Regions from separate parts of the Zea mays genome. Here region 2 is linked to region 1. The links are chromatin contacts, called in public Hi-C maps. All regions are on one chromosome and are shown on one strand. The core of a region is the stretch at or near the end of the contact, and the rest is flanking DNA. Distances in the headings are between cores, read along the strand shown. Region 1 overlaps LOC103630315 (probable transmembrane GTPase FZO-like, chloroplastic). Region 2 overlaps LOC100286085 (CPL3).

Evidence for each region. A called contact is a pair of places that touch in the nucleus more often than the background predicts.
Region 2: a Hi-C map of root tip shows a contact between it and region 1, with 2.6 times the contacts expected there. The contact joins two enhancer-like sites. A contact is called at or near these places in 4 of 25 Hi-C or Micro-C datasets (ear, leaf, root tip and 1 more).

The regions. Positions count from the first base shown.
Region 1 is chr6:154,821,870-154,829,774 of Zm-B73-REFERENCE-NAM-5.0, reverse strand. It overlaps LOC103630315 (probable transmembrane GTPase FZO-like, chloroplastic), which reads right to left. Exons shown (of 11, transcript XM_008651377.3): 6 at 7,863-7,905; 7 at 7,308-7,751; 8 at 6,314-6,481; 9 at 5,032-5,262. Among protein-coding and RNA genes, the nearest start is that of LOC103630315, 28 kb to the right of the region's middle. Within about 2 kb of position 3,689, at least 1 of the 20 cell types and tissues checked has an H3K27ac peak or open chromatin away from gene starts, as enhancers often do. A contact at or near this core is called in root tip, where this site is marked.
Region 2 is chr6:154,992,782-155,000,686 of Zm-B73-REFERENCE-NAM-5.0, reverse strand. LOC100286085 (CPL3) reads right to left here. Exons shown (of 8, transcript NM_001370741.1): 5 at 5,810-6,099; 6 at 5,226-5,414; 7 at 5,064-5,102; 8 at 4,287-4,859. The coding sequence ends at 4,368. LOC103630318 reads left to right here. Exons shown (of 3, transcript XM_008651382.3): 3 at 1-844. The coding sequence ends at 406. Among protein-coding and RNA genes, the nearest start is that of LOC103630318, 7.6 kb to the left of the region's middle. Within about 2 kb of position 3,261, at least 12 of the 20 cell types and tissues checked have an H3K27ac peak or open chromatin away from gene starts, as enhancers often do. A contact at or near this core is called in root tip, where this site is marked.

The sequences.
Region 1 (7,905 bases), core at 2,440-4,939:
ACCTGGTTCGACATTCCCCGATACATCAAGCTCGAGTTCACCTCCTATGATGGCTTGAAGGCTCTCCTACACTTGCCCCTCATTGTGAGCATTTGATCATGTCTAGCTGGTATTGTACCATCTATGTGGCGCAGCGCAGCCGTTGTACTACACCCTCAAACAAGATGAGGACATGCCTCCCTAGGGGCGCTTCATGGAGCTTTGCAACCTGCGGTTTGACCCAACTATCCGTACTAACCGCCTCTCTGAATTGGTGCGGCTCCCTTTCACCTCCATGGTACAAGACTATCAGTAGCGTTTCAACACCCTTGTTTGTTACACACCTCGGTTGGATTTAGAAGGTCGACTTGTTCATATGGGGCCTCTGAAACACATCCGCGTGGACAACCAACTACGCGTCCCCCACGACCAACATACGACCATGCATTTGGCCCAGGCATACGAGTGTTGTGCAAAGGCGACCTTGCCAGCCTCAGACATGCGCACAACGCCAGCCAAGGATGTTGTCTGCACTGCTCGAGCCGCCTCGTGCCCTGATCACAAGAGATACCGCACGAGGAGCAGATGTGGCCGCACTTCATGCCCTCCAGCGGGCCCGTCGCAATGGCCGCTTTGCTGCCTATCGCCAGCTAAGATGCTAGAACATCACAGTTAGGGGATGTGCTTCAACTATGATGAGCCCTATATGCAAGGCCATCAATACCAACAAATGTTCTACCTCAAGGCAACTGACTTCTTGGACGACAATGTTGCCGACGGCGTGGTTATTGCAACAGAGCCATTCGACTCCCTAGTCGTCTTCGACCAAGCCATCGCTGGTATTCAAATAAAGATCATGCACCTCTCCGTCTACACCGACGACCATAAGCTCCTCGCCCTCTTCAACGGTGGATGGACCCACAACTTCATCAACGTCAGGGTTATGTACCGCATCGGGCTGGTGATAGACGACTGCAACCTGTGGGTCACAGTGACCAATGACGACCGTGTAGCCTGCATCGGCGTGGCTCGCAACATGGCCATGTGCATCGACATGGAAGACAATCTGGTTAGTTGTTTCGTCATTGACCTCAAAAATTTTGACCTTGTCCTAGGCGTCGACTATGCCCATACCCTTGGCCATGTCTTGTGGGATTTTGAGGATCTTTATCCATCCTTCCGATCGGGTGATCGACGCACCTTCTGGAAGGGGGTGGGCTCCCCTCGCGACGACATCCTAGAGCCGACTCTTTGGGCATTGTCCGTAGACCCTCCATGGCCCATGGTCCCCTACTAGACCGCCTCTAGCAGTACGGGACAATTTTTGACGAGCCACACAAAATTCCCCGAGCGCGCTCCTACGGCCATCGGATACACTTGTTGCTAGCCAGTGTGCCGCCATGCTGGAACAGGGTATGGTCTGCCCTAGTACTTCCACATTCTCGACGTCAGTGCTACTTGTGAAAAAGGTGGGCAGGTCCTAGTGCTTCTACATCAACTATATGTTGCTGAACGACAAAACATCCAAGGACAAGTTCTTAATTACGGTGGTGGGTGAGCTCTTGGATGGGCTTTACAGCGCTAGACTCTTAACCAAGTTGGATTTGTGCTCTGGCTATCAACAGGTCCTGATGCATCTAGAGAATGTGGAAAAGATGGTGTTCCGCACATAGGGCCTGAGGCACCTCGGCAGCTGTTGTACACCTCCCTTGCCCTGATCCCCGAGGCACCTCTTGCTGCGGCCCTCGAGCACCCGGTACATCAGCCTCAGGGGCTCCTCTTGCATCGGCCCCCAGAGAACCTTGGGCATCGATCCCCAAGTCATGCCCTGAGGTGCCTCAAGCATCAACCCCCATGGCACCTATGGCATTGGCCCCTAGGACACCTCTTGTTCTGGTGTAGTCCACTACAGATAACTTTCTCTCATCTCTGAAATGGTTCCTAAGAGGGCTGCAGGCTGCTAATAAAAGAATGGTGGTTGAGTCCTTGACCAATGCTTCGTGGCTGTTGGATATTCGTGGATTGGTGAATTGGGATGTTATTCTTGAATGTCTCTCTCTTTGAGAGCTTCTTTCGGAGGTCCATCTCCAGCATGATGTGCAGGATAAGCATTATTGGAAGTTGAGTTGCCCGGGCCATTACTCTTCAAAATCAGCCTATGAAGCCTCAGTTCATGGATCGATGCTCTTTGACGCCTGGGAACGCTTTTGGAAAACATGGGCTCCCCCCAAATGCTCCTTCTTCACATGGTTGGTCTCCCATAATTGATGTTGGACCACGGACCGGTTGGCTAGGAGGAATCTGCCCGATCACAATTTATGCCTCCTCCGCTTGGCAATTTTGGTTCTTCCTCCTTCAGCAGTTTGGGCTGGTGCAGCTTGCCAACCTGTTGAGACTTCCTTCCTCGATGTGGTGAAAAACCCTCTCCAAAAAGGTTTCAATTATTTAGTAATTCTTGGAGCTTGGGTTATTTGGAAGCATAGAAATGGTTGTGTTCAACAAAAAGAGCCCAAGCCTCTCTTTGAAATTGATCATGGCTGGGAATGAGATTTGGAGCTGGAACATGGCTGGCACCAAGGGGCTGCGTTTGCTTTCACCTTATATGCAGGAGGCTAAAGAGTTGTAGTGTTCTAGTGTGTTGTGTGGCTTGTGGTCGTTTTTGTTCCCAGTCCCTGGCGCATTTGAGTTGGGTGGTGGTGTGTATGGTGTGAGTGCGGCTCTTTCTTGTGATTCTCTGTTTCTTGTTCTATTAATTAAATGATACGCAAATCTCCTACGTGTTTGAGAAAAAAAAACGTAAGCACATATTTGTGCTGGTGAGCACGATTTGCGCCACTAGGTGATCTGGCCCATTCTAATGCCCACAAAGGAATCCATAAGACCCTTCAGCGCCTACATGAGGTTTTCTATATCTCAGGCGACTTAGTACTCGTCTATGACTTCATCCGTGCATGTGTCACGTGTCAGCGCAACAAGACGCCAACCCTGCACCAAGTTAGTTCCATTTAGCCACTCGATGTGTTGTCCTAGGTATGAATGGGCATCTTGGACTTCATCGAGGGCCTTCCCAAGGTCCACAGGAAGTCTGTCACCCTTACTGTCATCAACCGCTTCTCCAAATATGTGCACTTCATTGCCCACAATCACCCATACTCGACGGCATCGATCGCACATGCCTTCTTCAAGGACATTGTCTACACGACTTCCCCACCTCCATCATCAATGATTGTGATCTGGTCTTCACTAGTCACATGTGGCACAACCTCTTCAAGATGGTCGGCATCAAAATCCGCCTGAGCACAGTATTCGACCCCCAGATGAATGGCCAGTTAGAGGTCATCAACAAGGTGATAACAATGTACCTTTGTTGTGCCACGGGAGACCAACCGTGTGCTTGGGTCAACGACCTTCTGTGGGCAAAATATTGCTACAATACCTCATTCCACACATCACTCCAAGCCACTCCTTTCCAGGTGGTGTACGACTGGCCCCAATCACCTCTATTACCACACAACACGGGCAGCTCAAACGAAAGCGGTGGACTCCCTCCTGCAGGACTGCAATGCATTCCTCGGTGAGGTTCGTCAGTGTATCCTCTAGGCTCAGCAGTACGCCAAGCGGTACTACGACAACCAACATCATGAACTCGAGTTCAAGGTGGCAATTAGGTGTGACTCTCCCTTCTCCATTGCCCGACGCACTCGCTGGAGCCCAGGTCCAAGGGCAACATTGGGCCTCGCTATGCAAAAGCCCTTTCAGCTATTGGAGCGTATTGAGCAGGTGGCCTAGGCCTACCACCCTCAACTTCTAACAGGCATCCATATCCATGACATGTTCCACGTAGGGCTGCTCAAGCTGCTCTGTGGGGACCCTCCAATGACCACACCACAAGTGGCACCAGTCTAGGATGGTTGGTTGTTGCCTGCTCTAGAGCGCGTGTTGCATACCTAGTTATGTCGTGGCGTCTGGCATGTGCTTGTACAGTGACAAGGCCTGGCCACCAATGACGTTATTTGGGAACCACTACACGACTTCAAGGATCGCTACTTGAATGTCCAGCTCGAGGACGAGTTTTGAAGAGGTGGGAAGAGATGTTATAACCGATATCTCCGATGCGCGCCGGAAAATGGGCGACGCATGTGTTAGGCTCAAACTACACCCGACGTAAACAATACTCATTTAGAGAAATGGAATTAGTTTGTTAGGAAAGAGATCCCAAATCGCCCAAATCTCTCATGTAGTTTACTTGGGAACCAAGTCCTATAGAGCCTATAAATATAGGACCCTATAACCAGATGAAGGCAAACATCTTGCCTGACCTCAAGGGATTTCCCTACATGTTCTCTCTCCCTTGCTCCATGCCGCGCAGTCCCTCTATACCCAAGTCACCATGACGCCTTCCCGAAGTCGAAAATTCCAACCCCGACCCCCGGTCTCTACGCCGCCCCTCGATACCTAAGCCACCACAACGCCTTCCTAAAGTCAAAAACTCCAACCGCGACCCCCGATCTCACATTCCTACACATTTCACAACCACGAACTAATTTATTTCCATTTATCGTTTCCAGTCTCTTCCAACATGTGGAATGAAGAGTGAAATGAACTAATTTCCCCGTCAATCCATCCCAGTCCACTCCAACACTCCGATCCACAGGGAATAAGTTTGCCAGACAAATCCTAAAGGTGTATATTCAAATGTTCCACATAAGGTCAAATTACAAAAGGTGGACCATGCAGTGGATTCTACTAAGTCCGGTCCTTCAAGGCACAAGTAGTTCATCATCTAGAAAGCTATCAGCAGGAAGCTTGACCACCTAATAAATAATCATGTAACAGACTGACAAGCATAAAAATGCAGATTTCACTAGGGCTTTTCTTAGCCTATTATCAAGCCATTTACCATTTAGTATCTATAATGGAATTTCCACAGTTACCCTAAAGGTGTGTTGTATTACTTGTAATTAGAACAATACTTTTTAGGGGTGTCAAAGCATAGATTTTTTGAAACGTATCAATTGACATGAGGAAATCAAGGCCATTAATAGGGCATACCAATTCTCGAATTTCCTCTTCAAAATCTTTGGCGGCAGCACTGGCATTGAAGCCTTCCAGTGCCTTTATGGTGAGTTTCTCCCCTTCATTAACAAGCCCATTTGGATCTAACAGAGCCCTTTCTTCCGGAGCAACCAGTGCATCCCATCTTTCACAGAAACACTCCAAATATACATTTGCTTCGCGGGTATTGCTAGAACTCAACCATGTCGAGTAGTCACCTAGTAAATTCTAGCAAAAGAAAGGATTTTTTCTGATAAAATGCATACATAAGCATCGTAAAGAAAATAGCTAGAATATCGAGCAAATTTCAGATAACTATACTTATGTGGTCCCTATTATCACAAAATTACCCATGCTTTAGCCAACTGCAAAGAACCACACATCTTTGCACTTATTGTCACAAAACTACACCCTTTCACTAATTCCGTTAATTTGGACATCAATTGACATCTCAGTTCCATGTCTATCATCTGTTTGGATGATTAATGAACACCACCTGTATATCTCATGTGTGGGGGGGTCCAGTTGATACCCACACTATGTTACAAAAAAGTGTAGTTTTGTGACATATAGGCAAAGCTATTCAAAATGAGTTCAGAAAAAGTATAGCTTTCTGATGATATAAACCATGTATAGTTCCATGAAATTTACTTTAGAACAGAATGTGCACAAAAAAATGACATAATAATATATCAAAAATGAGTACTCATTATGATAGCTATAAAAAATATTAACCATGCTGCGAATGGCTAAAGTGAATTAATATGAATTGCTCAAACGGTTCAGATCTGATACAAGGTGGCCATCCATGTGATTGCTTACTACATACACTCAAAAACCCCAGTTCTATTAAAGGAACATCTAAAAGACTAGGGGGGGGGGTCTGCAGACTGCCCAGATGATGATCCTTGTAAAGCATATGATATTGTGGGAGGTAACCAGCTAATTGAAGAATTAATCAATAAAATCAGCACCAAAAGTTTTGATAAAGAAAGATTTGTTGAATCAATGCAATTACGAGTCAATACGATTAACTTGGGATCACTTCCAATAACAGTTTGTCTAAAATAGTTATACTGTGTATAGTTGGTGATACCATAATGCAATACTCGAAGTTACGGAAAAATAAAGCTGTTCTGGGAGAATTATGATCGCATAGTACAACGATTTATATGTGTAGATTGCTGCACATTTAGCATTCAGGTGTGAATTATATGCTTGCGAGCATATGTGGATCAGAATATGATAAAACTAGGAGAAAGTTCAATGCCAAACATACCACAGCATCATCAAGGGTTGGACTCAGAATATCATTCTGAACAAATGATGTGGCTCTCATGGAACTGCCTGTTTTTCCTTTGATCGTGTATGCAAAAATAAGGTCAATATTTGACAGCTGAAGTGTAGATTCCATGAGTGTAACTGCTCGACCTTTTGCTCTCTCAATCTGCAAGAAGGAAGATGTATGTTACTAATATCTCAATCTAGGAGTATTAAGCATATTGCACTCAAAGGACTTCCACAAAATACCAATACTAGGCCAGCAATAGATGCATTTATGAGAAGTTGAAGAGTGTATACCTAACCATATGTACATTTAGACTATCTCCAGCACCTTACTCATCCTCATCCCCATATTCAAACCCCACTCTATGAACTGTGCAGTCTACAACATAAAACAGTGCAAAACAGTGTTTTGGGTAACCATATGGTTAAACTGCTGGACACTGTCTTAAAAGGCCAGAAGTGAATGGAAAAGGCACGTCGAAAATGACCAAAATTATTCTCATGTGCCCCTGGAAAGTATAGTGTGGGTGTGGGCACTAACTGTTAATTATACATGTTGAGGCCAGAAATATTAAGTACTCCCAACAATCCCGAATATAAGTCCATTTGGGCCTGGCACAAGTATTATGGCGAGACGGTATGATGGCCATATTACTCATCAATCATTACTGGAGTTAAGATGGGTGGCAACTGGCAGGCTTACTCCATCGATTAGTGTGCATCTAAGTAAGGTTAGACAAGGAAGAATAAGACAAAAGGATGCATTGGAATCGTTATGGATTTATTATATTTGGTGCACTGAAGCAGGCTAGATTTGCATTTGGGATCAGAGGTATTACAAGCAAGAAAAATAGGCAGTATCACAAGTTGCATATAACCACTATTTTGCATTGAAGGCAGGGGAAACACAGCTTATATTTTGGTAAAAGGGGGAGCACATTTGTATAAATAAATAAAAAATAACTAGTAGTATTTGAAACACCTACGAGAGACGAAATCTGGTTCTGCCAGGAACTGCTATCAGACTTAAGTTTGATGGCATAATTGTTTGCACCATAAACAAGATCCTTGATGGATGCTAAGTCTTCAACAGCCTTTTCATATTCTAGTTTCACCAGCCTTTGACACGAAGTTAACAATCGATCTGCAATGCCTATTGGTGTTTCAAGTTTCAGCCGGACCCTTTCTTTTCCATTTTCCGTTGAACTATCTAAGAAACTCAGTAAGTAATCCTCAAGTTCAAAAAATTTGCTGCTTCTCCATCTAGGATCATTATACATAGCTTCGGTTGAATGCTTTCCATCACTGTTTTTGGAATATGAAAGTTTGGCTTCCAGAGCAGAGCGTGAAGATACAGGAAACAGTGTGACATCCTCTGCGGTAAGCAATTTCATTGCATTTTCCTTGACAAATGCAGTAGCTTCTTCAAGCTATACACATCAGATTGAGAAACAAGGCAATGAATTAGAAACAAGCAATTAGGAACAAAATAAATCTTGCTTTGATTTCAATGGTGCAGAAATGATGTTACAACACCAAACCTCATTGCTGTTCCGATAGAGGTCCAATTTATTTAGAATAAAT
Region 2 (7,905 bases), core at 2,012-4,511, 170 kb before region 1:
GGTCAAGCAGGTCATTGGCAGTTCCCCAGTTCATTTCCAAACAAACTACAAGGAGAGCATGGGCGAAGATAAAATTATATTCTGTGGTAGTGAACTATTCTACGTGCCCCGGCGGTTTGTTGAGGACTTTGGTGACCTTGTGGGTCTTGTCGGCAATTTGGATTTGCATCACAAGATTGCGGTCCCAATGTTCTTCTTGGCAATGGACTCGACTCAAAATTTTGACTCTGATGCTCTGGCTGGAACAGTGTTCAGGCCACAGTTGCCAGCTAATGCGACGTTCTCGTCTATTTATACAGCTCAAGCACCTGCTGTTTTCCCTGTGAAAGTTATGAATGAGATTGATTTCATAAAGGTGATTCGGCTAATGTCCATAGGAGACCCACTTCTGATGGAGTTGGTTTAAAGGTGTTATGTGTAGTTGAAGTGCAAGCTTATCCTTGTGGCCATGAGGACAGAGTAGAAAAGGCATAGTTTTGTGTTTTCTGGTGTTTTTGTAATTTCATTTATTTTGTTCATTCTGTAGCTGTTTATTCCTCTGCTGTTGTATATTGGTGTACCATTAGTGACAAGGTTACTTGGGATCTGCTCGGTCCAGCTGTCCTGCTGAAAGAAAGGACGGCCTGTCAGATACGAGTCACGGAGAAGAGCTTCGCCCTGGCCAGCTACTGTTTTGCAAGATTTTTTGGTTGCCAATAGTAAAGATCCACACTTGGGCAATTTGTTGTACCATTTAAACTGATACAAACTCTCAGAGGAATATTTTGTTTTGTGCTCGTTGCAGAAAGCATTGATATAATGAAAATTTGTAAGTTTGAGCAAAAAAATCTTGATTTGATTAGAATCTATTATCTCTGTTCTCAGATATTTATCGTCCGATAGTTTATTTTTGAACTAAAATGCTACAAATAAAAAAAAATACGGAAGGAGTACAACCTCAACTCACCTGCAAAGGTTATCAGCTCCCATACATCTCAAATAATTAATTAGGATATTATTTATAGCCCCTAAGAAGGCATATAGTTGTTGCATCATCAACAGTTAACTAAAGTTTCTCAGCTCTCATACATCTCAAATAATCAAATAGGATCTTATTTATAGCCGCTAAGAAGACATATAGTTGTCGCATTCTCAACAGTTAACTCTGCATACCGTCAAACCATCTGTCGGGTACACTATTGGGCCATTATGTTAAGGTCCGACATCTCCCAATGGCTACAATGGTAGCACTATTGTCGACAGTTGGAGACATGCACTATGGCATATAGTCCGACGCTACCATCAAATCAGCCTGACTCCCTATTTCCTTCTCTATAACTTCTCTTGTGACCATCTGATTCTATCTCTGATGGTCCGATAACCCCCTAAACATAATTTGTCTGATGCTTCTGTCTGTGAGCATGAACTGTGTGATCGTATGGTACGATGCCCTTTATGATGCCTTAGTCCATCACTTCTGTTCACTGACGGCTATGGTTGTATGGTTCAATGCTCCCTTAGGATGGACCGACACCTCGACCTAACGTCTTCTGAGACCTTTCTTCTCTATGTTTCTTTGTGATCTTTACGTTCATCTTGTGTCTTAAACATTTGCATGTTCTTAGGTCTTTCAATGGCTTGCTTGAAATGTTGACCATCCGGATCACATATTTGCCTTATCTAAGTCTACTTTGGATCATTTCAACTATAACCAAAGACACTAGCAAATAATATTAGTTCAAATGGTTATTTTGATCGTCAAACATCAAAAAATTGACTATCAATACGCCTTTGTCTATTTTTCTCATAACCCCTTTTGATGATTAATGACAACACAACTAAAATAAGCAAATAATAAATACAAAAATATAAAATAAGTCTACTTGTTTGGATTCAAATGCAATGGCAAGATTCAAATGGTACTAAAAGACACCACTTAAAAAATTAGATGAAAACTATCTTACCCTTGCTAAATATCTCCATTATGTGGTATTATAAACTTAAACCTCTCTCTAACTTCATAATTCACTTCTTCCCTTTGTTGGACCATTTCTAAGTGTTACGTTCTCCCTATTTACATTTTCTCTCTTTACAATCTCTTCCTACCCAAATAAAACTCATCCACAACAATATGTTTTTGTATGCTTGATACTACTTGAAGGCATTTATGGAAAAAATTGATCTTATGGTTTTGGTATTTGTTATGGATTTGGGCTTGCTTTTGGTCATTCAAATTCTTTCCCTCTAAAATCAAACACTAAAAAGGAAGACACTAATAGCACTATGGAGGATCAATTTTTGTGATCTTACTAAATTCTTCCCTTCTGATATGAACTTAATCCGGCTCGTAATTATTACGCACCGTATCGGGCCGACTCATAGGCTTAGCCCTCAGCTCACGACAATTGACACGACACATTGTTACTTGAACGTGTCAGGCTTATTTTGGACGAGCCGAAATTTACATTAGAGCCCATAAAATCAAAATAGATAAAATAGTAAAAGACAAGACAAACAATTTTTATTGGAGTTGTGCAATGATACCTCATTAAAAAAACCTTTAGTTAAAAGGAAAAAAGAGTACAACCAGCTCTAGATAGAGTTCATAAGTTCAGTTCATTATCCAATGTTCATAATAAAGTAAAATTGCATCGCATCGTCTAATTCAAAGTTGTAAATAGAAACATCTAACTGGCACCAACTCTAGCTCTGTGTTCTTCATTTAAGTACATGGAAGTGTGGCTTTAATGAATACTAGCAAAGTATCCGTACGTTGTTACGATTTTCATTTATGCTTAAGTATAGAATATAAAACACAATGACATATATGTTCTCTTGGCTAGGTGAATGTGAAATGTAGGTTTAGAGCCAACAACCATGGTTCGAATCTCCCATTTATTCATAATTTTAGCATTTTTACTATTTAAATATGGCAAGCACAACGACGGTGGAGACTATGGAACTAGAGAAACTGGTGATTTAATACATTAGAGACATAAGTCTTTTGATGCTTCTATATGGATCATTTCTTAACTGCTGCCTTCAATCGGTCGTGTCCGTCCATAGATCGTGACCTAAGCACAGCCCAAGACATTGGGTCGGATCTGCCTAATACTAATATAATTTCGACTCGTGTCATGTCAGATTATATTTTTTATGTTTATGACTATCCCATAAACCTACCCAAATGTACTATAGCTTTAGCCGGAGCCCGTTGGAGGGCACCAGCACCGATGGAGGGCACCAGCACAAGTACCGGATATCCCAACCCATCACCCATGTGCATTTATTTTGACCTTTCCTGTCCAAGGAAGGCCGCTGCGGAGGACGACTCGGATTTGGACCGCCGTTGTGTACTACATGGTTTCTGTTAGTTTTTGACCGTTTTGTTTTCCTAATCTCCCGTCTCATCGTCTGTCAATCGGGGACCAGAGCTGTGTCGCCGTCCGTCTTGCTGGGGGTTTGCTACCCAAGTGACCTGATCTGTGGTGTGGGAGATTACAGTACAGACCGGGTGTCCATCGGTAGAAAATGGAACCACTGAGACTGAAACTGAACCAATATCGTGTTACTGCTATGGTTTAAGCCCTCAGTTTTATCTGCACCTGCCCATCCGAGTGCCCAAACAATTCAAACCCCTGCATAGTTGGACGTCTGGACCGTTTTTTATGGAACTTCCATAGATTTGTCCATGCTCTCTAATGGAGGCAAAATTATCTAGTCCGTACAACGAGCGTAGGCTAAACTATGGGACGTCAGGCCATGAAAAGAGTTCCGGATAATGCAGGTTTGACGTCACAATCAAACGAAAATGACGAGAAAGCAGATGAGATTATTTCCTGCTTCTTCGACGATAAAAGAAATGACGGAATTTATTTTTGTCATCATCAATTCATCACTATAACGAAAACCCCTACAGCTCCGCCGGAAAACATATCACTTCGTACTCAATGTATGGCAACATCATAGCGACCTTGCCTATGCCTTTTCCAGTGCAAGAATTAATGTGTGGAACATTTTTTTTCAACTAGAATAACGTAGTTCCACTAGCGATCACGAATGCTTACATCAGGGGGCAGTACCTACCGAAGCAGGCACAAACTTAAGTACATCTGCGCACATAGTCGCACGGATTCACCAAAAATTGTCCCATAAAGACATCAGTTTGCTTCAACTCCTATAGTTTCATCGTAGCGTAAGTTATATGGCCGGAGGCCCAATCAGCTTCAGGTCAGCAGCAAAATTTGCAATGGAGCAGATGTAACGTCTTTTTTTTATGGACAGATCTAAAGCCTGCACGAACGGATAAGAAAAGCTGAATTTTCATCTCCCATACCAAACCTGCACGCCTACACAATGTGTCAGATACCTTTGGAGCCCAACACAGACTACGAGTCTGCAGGACACGTAGCAGATGTGGTCACAACGTTTTCTTTGGCATCAGCTTTGTCTTTACCGGTTACATTTCCTTCATCGTTCCTCGTTTCCTTCATGCCAGCTGCAGTATTCTCTTTATCCTCGCTCGTTTCCTTCTTGCCAGCCACATCATTATCACTATCTTTCTCTTTGCTCTTTTCCTTAGGGGCAGTGACAGGAAAATCTTCCTCCGGTTGCCTATGCCACCGGAAATTTGCTGCTTCAATCCAGCGTGGGTGGACCAAGAACTTCTTGTTGTTAAGACCCCAGCGGGCCTTCTCTGTTCCCAGATCCACAGTTACAACATGGGTGACACTGGGATCCACATCTTTAACGCAAACGGCACCCAGATACTCGGCCATCTTCCAGACCATCTGCTCCTGTGGGCGTGTATTGTTTGGGAACACCCGACTGAAGACTATTTTGCATCCTTGCAGTATTTCCTTCCGTAACGTCTTGATCACCTGTATAGGGGGCATACAAATTACAAACACAAGAAACAGGCAATTGCAAATGAAATCTGTAAGCCACACCACATAAAAGATGTATTAAGCAAGCTATAGTTCAGTTATTTTAAAGCTGGTAAACGCAACTCATCTACTCTTAAGAAAAACATAAATGATTCTTAAAGCATAAAAGGCAGCGTGAAGGTTATATACAAAGCCTACCTGTCTTATATCCCGTGAAGAAAGATCAGTTTCAGCAGCCTACATAAGAGAGGTACAAGGACAGATGGTTAGAAATGAAAAACTTCTGTTCTTACAAGAGTCCAATCTACTGTGAGGAATAGACAATAAAATGTGATGAAACGTTGAACTGAAGAAACCAACCATGTCAAAGAAAGTAGCGTGTATGCGCTTCAAGACATCTAAAACGGTAGCCAAAGCACCATCACTCTCCCTTTCATCTTGCAACGATTCTGACAAAGACCTAACACCAAAACCAAATTGGCGGCAGCTTGAAGCAAAGAAATGATATCTCTCCATCAGAATCAGGTTCTCTTTATGCTTCTGCCATACCTGAAACAAAGTTCCATTTTCAGGGCGGCCAGCCATAAATGACAAATGACAATAAAAAGAGAAATCTTGATCACTCTAAGCACGAATAACAGGGTCCTACCAGCTTCTACACATTGAGGATAATCATTATGCTTTGATAATTGTGGATAGATGTTTCTACTTTTAAATCTATATGTTGGAAGCAAACAGGAAACAAATAGCAGTTACTGACCAGAAACACTTACAAATGACCGGAGTATTCTATAATGAGACATTAAGACCTAGTTTGGCCACTGAATTCATGTCAAATAATGTGACTTTTGGTTGCATACAATAAAATTGCTCCGAATCAGCCTGCTCTACTGAATAGAAACCACACATACTTCTGAAAATAGTTATTTAACAATAACACTTACATACTCAGTGTCATCAAGAATCACTGCAACACTTTCAGCTCCAAGAATCACATCAAGACCTTTCTGATGTCGCTGAGTGCAATCTGAGTTTGAAATCACTTTTGAAGGAAAATATATGTTACTAGGGTCAAGAAGCTTTGCAATTTCAATTGCATAGGCTTTGTCACCCATCGTGTATATATACATCTCAAACATATTGCTTGCTTCTTTCAGAAATTCTCGGACAAATGGTCTCAACTTTGTGAGCATCGGCATTAAATCTAGTGCGAAGATGCTTCTATTTGGATCATCTGCATTTAGAAAATAAGGGCTTCACTAGCTATGTTATATACACTCATGGATAAGCAACAACAGTGTCAAAAGACATGAAACATAGACAGCTACAAAAACATAATCATTTGTGTGTGTGTGTGTGTGTGTGTGTCATGTGGGGTCTTCCCTATAACCGTCGGAGGCGCGCGAGGGACGTGAGGCGCGCTGCAGAGCGAGCAGCAGCCAGGGCCACGCCGGCGCTAGAAAAGGAAAGCCAGAAAATTAGTGGCTAGAAGAAGGAAGGAATCCACAGAGCATGCAGCCGCCACCTCTGGAGAAGGAAGGCCGGCTAGAAGAGGGAAGAGATTAGTAGAAATCCTAAATTATAGAGATTAGCTTCCCTTTAGTGGAGATCCTAAACTATAGGAGATTAGTTTCCCTTCCTGTTGCAACTCAGGCTATAAAGCCTTGTAGCCGGCATCTGTGAGAGGATAAGCAATAACACAGTTATCTCCTCCCTCATCCCTACCACTCTCAAGCCTTCGGAAGAGGGGTAAAACCTCACCGGAGAAGACGGACCGAGGGTACGATCTACGTAGCCGAGGGCCCCCTTCCCTAGACACTAAGGGTCTAAGGCCCTTGACAACCTGGTATCACGGATTCACGGTCATGTCGATCCGACTCTTCCAGTTCATCCGCTACTTCCGCCGCAACCAACCACCCAGCAGCCATCAACACCGCCAACCCACCGTCACCTCCCACCTCTGTCGCACACCACCCCAGCGCCATGGCCGAACCCACGATCGCCGACCTCACCAAATTGATCAAGGGTCTCACCGGCAAGATCAATACCCATCAAACCGACATCGACACGATGAAGAAGGACAAGACGTCGTCCTCGGGCGCCCAGGTGCCGGGCGGCGGTCTCGACGGGCAACACCACACCGATCGGCCACCTCGTTTCTAGAAGATGGACTTCCCTCGCTTCGACGGCAAGTCCGACCCGCTCGTCTTCATCAATCGCTGCGAGTCGTACTTCCATCAACAGAGGATCGTGGAGGAAGAAAAGGTGTGGATGGCCCCCTATAATTTGGAGGACAAGGCCCAACTCTGGTACATGCAGGTCCAGCAGGACGAAGGCATTCCGACGTGGCGACGCTTCAAGGATCTCCTCAACCTCCGCTATGGGCCGCCGCTGCGATCGGCACCGTTGTTCGAGCTAGCCAAATGTCGGAGCACGGGCACGGTAGAAGAATACCAGGATCGCTTCCAGGCGCTCTTGCCCCGCGCAGGTCCGTTGGGGGAGGCCCAGCGGGTTCAACTATTCACCAGGGCTGCTTCCTCCGATCAGCAATCAAGTCCGCCTCCACAACCCCCAAACCCTAGCGGTGGCCATGAGTTTGGCACGGGAAGTGGATGTCATGGAACGGGAGCGCCTGACGTCCGCCCCCGCAGCTGTGCCGGCCCGAGGGGGGGGCCCCGCGCCCTGCCTGCTCCAGGTCCGCAGCAGCTGGCACTTCCTGCCCCTCCAGCGCGGCCTACGCTCCCAGCTCCTCCTATTGGGGCAGCACCAACGCGGTTTGACGGCCAGCCGATCAAGCGGTTGTCTACTGAAGAGCAAGCGGAACGACGTCGTCTTGGACTATGCTACAACTGCAACGAGAAGTACTTCCGGGGCCACAACCGGGTCTGTCGCCGCATCTTCTTCGTCGATGGCGTGACCATCACCGACGAGGAGGCAGCCGCTGCAGAATCTAACCATGAAGCCGGGGCTCCAGTCTTTTCTTTGCAGGCAGTGGCGGGAGTTCCCATATGCGACACCATGCAAGTCTAGGTGGAACTGG